2 separate regions of the Sus scrofa genome follow, and region 2 is linked to region 1. A link is a contact called in public Hi-C data. All regions are on one chromosome and are shown on one strand. Each heading gives the region's core, a stretch centred on a gene start, on an enhancer-like site or on the middle of the called end of the contact. The rest is flanking DNA. Distances are from core to core; before and after follow the strand shown. Region 1 holds the start of CEP120 (centrosomal protein of 120 kDa). Region 2 holds the start of LMNB1 (lamin-B1).

The links. Hi-C and Micro-C count contacts between places; a contact is called where the count stands out from the background.
Region 2: a Hi-C map of liver shows a contact between it and region 1, with 6 times the contacts expected there. The contact joins the promoter of LMNB1 here to the promoter of CEP120 in region 1. A contact is called at or near these places in 1 of 5 promoter capture datasets (liver) and 1 of 47 Hi-C or Micro-C datasets (liver).

Annotation. Positions count from the first base shown.
Region 1 is chr2:126,928,057-126,933,624 of Sscrofa11.1, reverse strand. CEP120 (centrosomal protein of 120 kDa) reads left to right here and starts at 3,508. Exons shown (of 21, transcript XR_002341873.1): 1 at 3,508-3,755; 2 at 4,009-4,086.
Region 2 is chr2:129,805,015-129,810,582 of Sscrofa11.1, reverse strand. It overlaps LMNB1 (lamin-B1), which reads right to left and starts at 3,355. Exons shown (of 11, transcript XM_003123882.5): 1 at 2,532-3,355. The coding sequence starts at 2,890.

The sequences.
Region 1 (5,568 bases), core at 2,259-4,758:
TAAAAACTAAATATAGAACTACCATGTGATTCAGCAATCCTACTTCTGGGCATATACCTGAAGAAAACTGTAATTTGAAAAAATACACGGTTCCAATGTTCATTGCAGCACTATTTACAATAGTCAAGACATGGAAGCAACTTAAATGTCCATTGAGAGAGGAATGGATAAAAAGATGCATATATATATATATATATATATATACATATATATATAATAGAATATTATTTAGCTATAAAAATGAATGAAATAATGCCATTTGCAGCAACATGGATGTGCCCAGGGATTATCATACTGAGAGATTATCATACTGAAAGATATCATATGATATCACTTAGATGTGGAATCTAATGAAATTTGTAGAAAAGAACTTATTTATAAGACAAACTCACAGATTTCAAAACCAATCCAATGGATACCATAGGTGAAAGCACTGGGGGGGGGGGGAATTGTGAGGGTGGAAATAAAATACACACATTACTGTATGAAATAGATGATTCACTAGAATCTACTGTATAGCAAGGGAAAATCTACTCAAAAGTTTGAAATAACCTATATGGGGAAAAAAAGAATGGATATATGTATACGTATAACTGATTCACTTTGCTGTACCCCTGAAACTAAGACAGCTATGCTCTGGTAGAATTAAATGTTCATTGCAGCACAAAGTGTGATAAGGTGATTTTAGAAGTAATAGTATTGTTTGGCAGGGGGATCCAGATAAAGAGAACTATGTAAAAATTTTACTATGTGAAAAAGTTTCCCAGTTTATTTTAATCATTTGACAGATTTTTTTCTGACCTGGGATCATTCTCTGGCGTTCAGTGATGGTTTGTAATCTAGGGTTTCAGCCCAGCTGTACATCCGAAAGCAAAAACAATGAAGTATATTGATGGCAGTTCCTAGTTCTTTTACAGCTGCTACTTAAGGTCCGAGGTTGTTCATATTAAAAGGTAGTAACCAAATGGCATTTACTGTATTTAAGTCCTGTACTAAAGAATCACATATGGGTAGCATATACAATGGTAATTGCCTAGCTGAAGCTGAAGTTAAAAGAGTTATGTGACTTGCTTAAGGTCACCCAGCATGATGATGGCAGAGGAAGGTCCCAAACTCTGATCTCCTGGGTGTTCTTTCCACTGGAGATACTTAGTGCTTTGGCCTCCCTTGTGTAGCATTTAATGTTAAGTAGTGTTTTACACTCCTGGTAACCTTGTTTTTGCTTGTTGTTACTCTGTTTGCTTTTATTTTTTTTTCTTTTGGTCTTTTGAGAGTTACACCTGTGACATATGGAGGTTCCCAAACTAGGGGTCGAATTGGAGCTGCAGCTGCTGGCCTACACCACAGTCACAGCAACTTGGGATTTGAGCCATGTCTGCAACCTATACCACAGCTCATGGCAACGCTGAATCCTTAACCCACTGAGCAAAGCCAGGGATCAAATCTGCGTCCTCATGGATGCTAGTCAGATTCATTTCTGCTGAGCCATGAAGGGAACTCCATTATTATTATTATTATTTGTCTTTTTGCCATTTCTTGGGCCACTCCTGCAGCATATGGAGGTTCCCAGGCTAGGGGTCGAATCGGAGCTATAGCTGCCGGCCTACACCAGAGACACAGCAACACAGGATCCGAGCCGCGTCTGCAACCTACACCACAGCTCACGGCAACGCCGGATCCTTAACCCACTGAGCAAGGACAGGGATTGAACCCGCAACCTCATGGTTCCTAGTTGGACTCATTAATCACTGCACCACAATAGGAACTCCCATTATTATTTTTTGAGTATGTAGACATATTAGACTGCTCATTGGAGTATATATTAAATAACAACACTGATATTGCATCAACAAAATTTAGACTGTGGTAAACTCTGTAGGACACAAGACTAGTTTTTTCAGTGAAGAGTTTCAAGAGAAAAAAAAGTGGGAGTTAGTACTTCTAGAGAAGAAGAGGCAAGAGAGAGATCAACCAAATACATTATATTCTGGAACTTGTTTGGGTCCTGATTTGAACAAACTAACTGAAAAAAATTTTTAGACAATCAAGGAAATTTGAGCATGACAACTTAATTATATTAAGGAATTGCTGTTAACTTTTAAGATGCAATAGCTCACTTGTGGTTAAGTATCTGACGTTTTAAGATTGTTTAAAAAAAGTCTCTCTTTTTAGAGGTACATATTGAAAGAGAATAATCAATATATAAGGGATTTCCTTCAAATCATGGCTCCTCTGCACCAGATGAAGATGATTGGTTTTAAGCTGATAATTGTTGGAGCTGTGTTGTGGGTACCTACAGGTTCATTACATTATTCTATCTACTTTCGAGTCTGATATTTTCCTCAAAAGAATGTATCATTCAACAATGAACCCAAAGTAGATCATTATTTTGATTTTATATGGCATAATGTGTTATTTCACTCAGGGAGGCCTCTGAAGGGTCCTGAAAAGGATTTAGATTCTTCCACTTTTTTTTTTTTTCTTTTTAGGGCAGCACAGCATATAGAAGTTCTCAGGCTAGGGTCCAAGTGGAGCTGTAGTCGCCAGCCTATGCCACAGGTCACAGCAACGCTGGATGCTTACCCCGCTGAGCCAGGCCAGGGAAGGAACCCGCATTCTCGTGGATACTAGGTGGGGTAGTTTCCACTGAGTCACAAGGCGAGTGAACTCCTCTTTTTTTGGGTCTCCCAGCATGAAGTTCCCTGGCTTGGGACTGAACCCCCAGCCACAGCCTTGCGTCCTTAACGGCTGGGCCACCAGGGAATGCCCTGAAAGGGTCTTAGAAGTAATCTAGTATGGTCTCCAGCTCCCTGCACAAAGCAGAGGTGGAGGTGGGGAAGGAGAAATTGTACTCTCTTCCTCTTCCCTCCCACCTATCTCGTCCAAGATCCAATTTCAAACTAGGTGACCTCCAAAAGATTTTTAATCTTCTCTAAAATAATGCCTGAAGTTTTAGGGGGAGAAGGGTGGAAAAGGGAAAATGTCGGTTGTCAGCCTTGTTTAATTTCTGGTCTTGATTTTGCTAATTAGTTACTTTGTGGTCCGGGGTTAGAAAACCCTATACCTTTAATTTCACTGCCCACGTGACAATGTTTTTGTTTTAGGGTAATTTCTAAAGCACAGGAAATTCTCAGAGAGCTTACGTCACTGCCAACGTTACAGTAATTACCGTATTGACGCTACTTGTTTATAAGGCGTGGAAACTTGAGCTGCAGCGCGAGGACAATTTAGCAATTTCAGAGTTCAGATGTAAATTATTATTGCTCTGTAACTTAACTTCTAAGCAGTGTTGATACTTGGGACCTGAACAGACCTAATTGTTGTTTTTGTTTGTTTGTTTGTTTTTCCTTTAATGACTACTGATACAATTTCCAGGTTGTTTAGGGCATAAAGCAGAGAATACAGCGCATTCACGTTCCTCCCAGGGGAACTTCAGGAAGTGTTTACTGCAGTAGTGCGCCTGCGCAGTTGTTCTCCACCAAATCGCCCGCTTTCCCCCATCCGGCTAGCAGGGGGCGCTGTGAGGTAATGGCTAGTCTTCTCCCGAGACCTCTGGAACGTAGCGTAAAAGGCCAGGAAGGGAAGCCGGCTAAGGGGCGTTCTATCTTCGACTGCCCTGGTCTCTATCACCCTTTGTCCTCCAGCCTCCCCTGCGCGCAGGGCCTGCGGGCCTGGTTGCTAGGCGGAAGCGGGGCGCGGTGGCGGCCGCGGCGGCTGCCCGGGCGTTTGAAAAGCGGCTACGCGGGCGGCAAAAGGTGCTCAGGCGGCGGGCTCCCCTCTCCCTGCAGACTGGCCCAGCCGGCTGCTGAGTGGCTTTTGTCTTCTGTCGGGGCCCGGTTGCGGGTGGACTGTCAGCCTGGGGACGGGAAGCCGGGCGCGCTACAAGCGGGCCGCAGAGCTGGGTCCGGGCGTCTGGGGCCACGGGCGGGCGACGGAAGCCTCACCCAGAGCCCTGCCGTGGGTGGCGGGCTACCTGCAGCTCACCCGGGCCCCTCTTCCTCCCAGCAGACCCCGCCTGTGGGCCGCCGACCGCGACCATGGTCTCCAAGTCCGACCAACTGCTCATCGTCGTGTCCATCCTCGAAGGTGAGTGGCCCGGCACCTGCTTTTGCAACTGCTGCTTCCAGAATTTTAACAGAGTAGTGCGGGGCCGAGGCTTTGTTAACCTTAGGAACCCTGGCTTGTGCGGCCCCCAGAGACTTGTTCAGAGTTGTACGTAGTGAGGTCCGTTAGGCAATTGATTTAAAAATCCCTCAAGGGAATATGAGCGCTGTTAGAGATCGGTGATATATAGCGTGACTAGCCATAGACCCCAGAGGATCTTGGCAAAACGATTTGCATCAGAAGCAGCGTGTATGTGACTTTGATATTATGAGCTGAAAGTGTGCTTGGAAAGCACGATCTGTTCAGCGACTTCCCGGTAATACCATTGGTGAAAATTTTGCTTTCACTCTAGTACAAGTTTCTCTTTACAAGTCGATGGGGGCCTTAGAAGACAGTTGTCAGGAGGGTCTGTTACACTTGCATGCCTTAAAGTTTGATTTGTCGAAGGAGTGACATTTGTTTATTAGGCATCTCACTGACTGTGAGGCAGTGCGCTGAGCCTGTAAACCAGTCCTGGTTCTAAAAGCTAAAGGTGTAGCATGAAGAGCAACAAATCATTCAAATAATGCATCAGGGTGTGGGTATGGTCTCTTTTGCCTGGGCAAGCTGGGAAAGGTTTCCTAGAGGAGATGGAGTTTATTCGGGTCCTAAAAGATGATTAGGAATTCGTCAAGTGGAAAAAGGAAGGAAGGGCATTCCAGGCAAAAGGAAGAGCCGGTGGCATTTAAGGTGTAGTAAAGCAAGGCTTGCTTCTGTTTGCTTTAATTCAGTGAGGTTGAGAGCAGGATGCAGCAAAATGGAGAGAGTCGATAGGTAAATTGAGGGTGAGTTATGAATAACAGGACAAGAAGGAGTCATCTTGAGTAGTGAGATAGAGGAATGGCTGGGGATTGTCATGGTGGTGTCCCCCCCAAAAAAAAGGTATGGGGAGGGCCTAGGAGTATGGGTGTGGGGGGAGGTTGAGAGGGAAGAAAACACTGGAAACCTAATTTTCGAGTTGTGGAACAGGAGACTGACCAGAAGTCATAGTGTTGGGACAGTTTTAACTGTGAGGTTGCTGACTTTTAAAGACATAGGCCTGAAATTCTACTCTACTTTAGTGAACAAAAAGCTTTTGAACTTGGAACCGTGCTGCATGCTCTGAGATAACAGAAATGTAAGGCACTCACTGTCCCTTCAAGGTTGTAGGGTTCTGGCTCCTTGGGGAGACCAAAGTAATGCACAGGAGCTAATATGTTGGGATGTGATATAAGTTAAATAAAGCTCAAGGATCCAGGCTGTAAATGGAAGTTTTGGAGGTGGCTGAGGATGATGGCTGAAGTGCCTTGAGTGATACCTGAGCTTGAGGTAAACGAGGATAGAGGAAGGTCATCCCAGGTGATTCAACAGCCCGGGCCACTGTGGGAGTGAGCAGGGTGGGTAGCACAGTGAAGAGGTCAGCAAGATGACCAGAACGGAGGAAGG
Region 2 (5,568 bases), core at 2,106-4,605, 2.9 Mb before region 1:
TCATAGGATGTCAGCTGTATATCATCTTAAGAGAAGAGAGCTTTAAGGGACAAAAGTTGCCTCATGTAATAGATATTGGGATCAGATAGCTTCAAAGCATTTGAAGGTATGCTCAAGGCAAATTTTTCTTTAACCAATGAGAAAAATGAAAAGCTATTTAAGGACAAAATTATACTGAGAAAGTCAGAATTGAAATCCTATAGTACAATGTGACATGTTTTGAGGAATTGATGGCATTTCGAAAATATATATATATAGCTAATCCCAACAACAGATATATGTACAAATCTTAAAAATACATGTATGTATGTGTATACACACACACACACACACACACACACATACACACACAATCCAGCATACTACCTGCCATAGCAGAGAAAACTGTTTTCAATTATCAAGTCCTCAGACAGGACTTTCTTAACCACACCATCCCTTTATCCGGCTTTATTTTTATTCCCCCTAGTTATGTTATTACCTAACATTATATCACATATACTGATTTGATTCTAATACACATATTCTTCACTTTTAATCTTGCTGAAACCAACATGCATTGTACAACACATGCAGAGCATTTTACAACTATAGTCAGCCAGGTGGCAGTCTTGTTACTGTGTGAAAAACCTTCAGGGATAACTTCTGGAAAGATTATAACAGCACCCGCATCAAAATGCTTCAAATCAGATGAAATTCAGTATTTATTTGCTTGTGGGTTATCGCCCCTATTGCAACATGAGAGCAATAACCTTTTTTTCCAAATCTCCGTCTAACTTTTGCATAAAACAGTAACTGGCAGGTGACACAATCTCTGCCATGCTTTAACATCTCTGAAACCAGAATGGGTCCAACAGGATGGATCCTACATAGTTGGCCCTGAAGTTTTTTTCTTCTTAGTGCTACACATGATAATGGTGAATCATATAAACAACCACATCCAAGATGTGAAGAAATTCAGTAATGAAAAAATCTGGAGGAAGATGGAAACAGTAGTGAGTGAACTGACCCATTTCCAAAGATGACTCCAAAGGTTAGTAAGTCCAGGAAACAAAAACATAAGCTAATTATTATTTTTGTTTTGTGGAATTAAATATCCGCGAAATAAAAACAGAAGGGCTAAATGTGACTGTCTCCTGGAAAGAGGCAGAAGACGTACAGTTTTTCACTATACACCAGTCTATACTATTTTATTTTTACCAAGTACACATATTCCTTACAAACCGTTTTCCATGTATTTAACAAGAGAGGGAAATAGAAGCTCACATATACGAATCAGAGACCGAGACATGGATACAGACAGAAATATCAGAGGAACAAAGTCAGTCAGCATCAGGTACCTCCAGAAATTTCAACTGGCAATAGGGCGTAGAGACCACGAATTCTGGGAGCAAAGTGAGCAATCTTCTAAAGCGTGACATAAACAGTAGCTGCCTACTGATGACAGCTATGCCATTTTGCCCATCAAAAAAAGCAAGGTAGGATCAACAAAGGCTTGCAAATTTAGCCTTGTGCCCTGGACTGAAAATTCGGATCCTGTTATGTGGAATAATTACAAGTTCTCCCTCCCCACAACTCTCCACATTTACACATCCTTTCATCTGCCCTGACCTGTCAGCACAATGACAGATGTGGGGACTGAGCTTGGTCTCTTCTATACCGGAAAAACCAAGTGACTATACGTTAGTGGTGCAAAAGCTAGGGGAGGGGGCTGCTGTTGGGGGCAAGCAGTCGGCCGATCGGAGAACGGTGGCAGCGACATGCAAAAACTCTTGTGGAGTCCAGTGCACAGACGCACCCAAGGGCCCGCGTGTGTCTCCGCAGCAAAGACATCTTTCCCCAGGGAAAGCTAAAGGAGCTCGAAAACCCAACTTGCCCGGAGCCGGCGGTGGCGCGCAGTTCTGACTCCTCCCCTCCCTCCCAGCCCAAAGCAAGCGCAGAAGGATCGCAAAAAGTCACAGGGCCAAAACTGAGCGCGCCAAAGCGAGACCCACCCCCGGGAGACCAGGACGCCAGAGGCAGGTCCCTCCCCTTCCTCTCTCCGCCCGCGCAGAGCTCATTCATTCTCTAGGCCGGCAGCCCGTCCTCCCCAGCCGGCCATTCCTGCCCCGCAAACCCACCAGACGCTTTGTCTCGGTCCGGCCGGAAACCGTGGCGCGCATTTAAGCGCGTGCCCAGAAGCCACCTCCCCGCACCTGGCGCTTGCCCGGCCTCGGCGCGCAAAAGCCTTCTGGATCCCGGAGTCCGAGGCCCGAAGCCGGGCGTTACTCCTCCGCGGTCAGAGGCGCGCACTTCGCCGGGTCCCACAGGGAACCCAAGATCGGGAAATGTACATCCCGGTTTTACCACCGCTACAACTTGAGGCCCCTGCGGGACCCCTGCGCCTGCTGAAAAACACTAGATTCTTCCTCCTTCTTGGAGATGGAAACCCTGCCCTTTCCGAAGGGCGTAGGCACCCAGGCCTTCACCCTCCCGCCCGAGCTGCGCCCCCCACCCCTCGTGTGAGTTACCGCGGCCGCCAGGCGAGCACTCACTTGAGGAGCAGCTGGTCGTGCTCGGCTTTGAACTTGCCCAGCTCGATCTGCAGCTTGGCGCGTTCGCGGGCCGTGTCGTCGAGCGCGCGTCGTGCGTCGGCCAGCTCTGTCTCGTAGAGAGCCTTGAGGCCGGTGAGCTCGCGGCCACGCACCTCCTCGCGTTCGGTCACCTGCAGCTGCAGCGCGCTGTTCTCTGTCTCCAGGCTGCGCACCTTGTCGATGTACACGGCCAGCCGGTCGTTGAGCTCGCGCAGCTCCTCCTTCTCCTGCAGCCGCGACAGCCGCGTGGGGCTCAGCGGCGTGGTGGGGCCGCCCGCGCGGCTGCCCGTGCGCGACTGCACGGGGGTCGCTGTCGCCATGGCGATCGGCGGGGAGAGCGGGGCGCGGAGGCCGTGGGCAGCACGGGAATAAGAGGGGCGGCAGGGGCCGAAGCGGGAGAGAAGGCGCGAACCGGCGACCCACGCTCGCGGAGAGACCGGCGTGAGGAGGAAGGACGAAGCACCTGGGATGGCGGGAGAGGGGTTACAGCACAAAGGGCAAAGGGGGAGGACTACAAAATCAATCAGTCGTAAAATATCCTGTGTAAGAAAACATGCACACACTCACACACGCGCGCACACACACGCTCGGGAAATACGGGGCAAGGGTGGCCGGGATGGCCGAGCAGAATCCGCGCGCCGCCGCCGCCGCTGAGTCTCCCGCCCGCAGCACTTTGTTTCCTCTCAAACGGCGCTGAGCCGCGGGCGGGGGGAGGAGGGCGGAGGGGCGGGCGGGGGCGGAGGTGGCGCGGACCGCGGCGCCGCGCTTCCCAAGATGGCCGGCGCGCTCTGATACCTCACGTGACCGTCACTGGCCAATGGGGAGCCAGCAGCAGGGGGCGGGCCTGTAAATTCAAAATCATGCCTTCTGGCAACTGTCGGGTCTGTGAGCGCCTGGCTGGGCGTGGCGGGGGAAGGACTGAGGGCGGCGGGGAGGGGCGGCGAGGACTGCTCGCGCGGCGGCCCGGGGCCCTGAGCCGGCCTGGTCTTCCCCACCACCCTGCGGGGACCCCCGGCGGGGCCGGGCCAGCGGATGGCGGGAAGGAGCCCAGAGGTTTCCGGGGCGGGTCCGAGCCGCCGCCCACACCCGGCGGTTCAGGGAAATTCAAAAGTAAACGTCTCTAACAGCCACGCGCAAAACTCGTAGAGGCCGGGACGACCGCGGGCATTGTAACCTTATACCCCGCCCCGCGGAGAGGGTTCGGAAAACTGCCTGGAGGCCGGGCCGCCTTGGAGTTACGTAATGGACGCTGGTGTCCGAGGTTCAAAACCAACTGCGTGCGGGGTCCAAGGGAAGCCTTTTTTCTCTCAAGGGGAAAATGGTGTATCAGAACACCTCCTCCCATCAAATTGACGCACGCGTGTCCTGCAGCCAAGCCGACAGATAAGATCCCAGAAACGCCAACTGCTGATGAGCAGTCCCTGATCCATCTATTTCTTAACAATTTAGGGCGCTATAAAATCAAAACCACCTCACAAGTGATACGATTAACATGTTACTAAGCAGATAGTAAACATGCTGTTTATTGTCATGCTGCAGTAAAATCTGATGCATCAAGATCTAAACTTGTGAAAACTTAAGTAGAAATGACTTTTGCTTTAAAAAGGGATCCCTAAAATGTAATTGACAACAATGCCAATAGAATGTCCATGAATCCATTTTAACTTTCAGGCTGACACTGAAATTGTCTATGTGCCTTACCTGAGCTTTTCTTGAATTATCCGTCCACACACTTGCTTTTGATGTGGGAACTGGAGTCTTTGCATTTGAAAATGTATCCTTGGGGAGTTCTTGGGTTCAGTGGATTAAGGATCAAGGAGTTGTCACTGCAGGTGCTTGGGTCGCTGCCGTGGCGCCCGTTCGATCCCTGGCTAGGGAACTTCCACATAGCCGGGGTGGCCAAAAAAAGAAAATGTGTCCATGTAATAGATGAATTTCCTTACAGCAGAGCAGGACACAGGACTGCACTGAAACCCAAGCGGCTTCATTTGACTCCAGAGCCTTGCCCTTAACTATAACCTAGACGAGCACCTCATAACCTATTAGGGACACATCTGTAGAATAATTACAGGTTACTTTAATAATGGCAGAAATAAAGACTGAACGTTCTTTACATAGTAGCCATGTACATAGGAATTAGTGAAGGGCACCAGGCTGCATATCATCCTCCATGAATTTCCAGGCACTCTATGATCATGATACTCTCATGAATGGTTTTATTTCCTGCCCTGTTATCTAAAATACCTCCCTCCTTCACAGTGAGTTGAAAAGGTTCTGTTGTGAAGTTGGTGATGTATATAAGTATTAAAATAATTTTAATAAATGAAAAGGATCTTGAAAAATCGAAATTACATAGAAAGAAATGAGGCTTAAAGAAGGTGAGTGCTGGGTCCAAGGTAGCAGAATCCAAAATGGGATGTAAATCCACTCTCCTTGAAGCTCTTTCCACCACACCGATGGCTTGGTTTTCAGTCCTTATTTTCCTTTTACCTCAGATTTTTAAAAATATTTGGAGATTTTTAAAAATTATTTTCCCAACATTTTTGAAGTTTTAAGACTGTGAAGTGATTTTCAGGCATGATCTCTCCTGCTCTCAACCCCAGGAAATTTTCTCTTGATAGAACTTCTCAATCTCAGATTGTTTTGGGAAACTCAGATTATATCCTATTTGCTGAAACAAGTATACTGCAGTCAGTTGAGAATTGACTGTGATAGCAATGTAACTTTATAGAAGTTATTATAGATGATTCCTACCTTGCAGGGATTTGCAATAATTAAATAAAAGAACATATGTGATGTAAGTATAGCATAATGTGTATTATGTTTAGACAGAATATGGAATGGCTTAAATAGTAATCCTTACTAACAATAATCCTGTGTCTCCAATCAAAAGTAATGAGAAAAAAAAAAAGGAAAATCTCTTAGCCTTAGAATTAGGCAATTGTACAAACATTTGGTCAAGTACTTTATTTAATGTACACTTTCCTTGTTCTCTTGG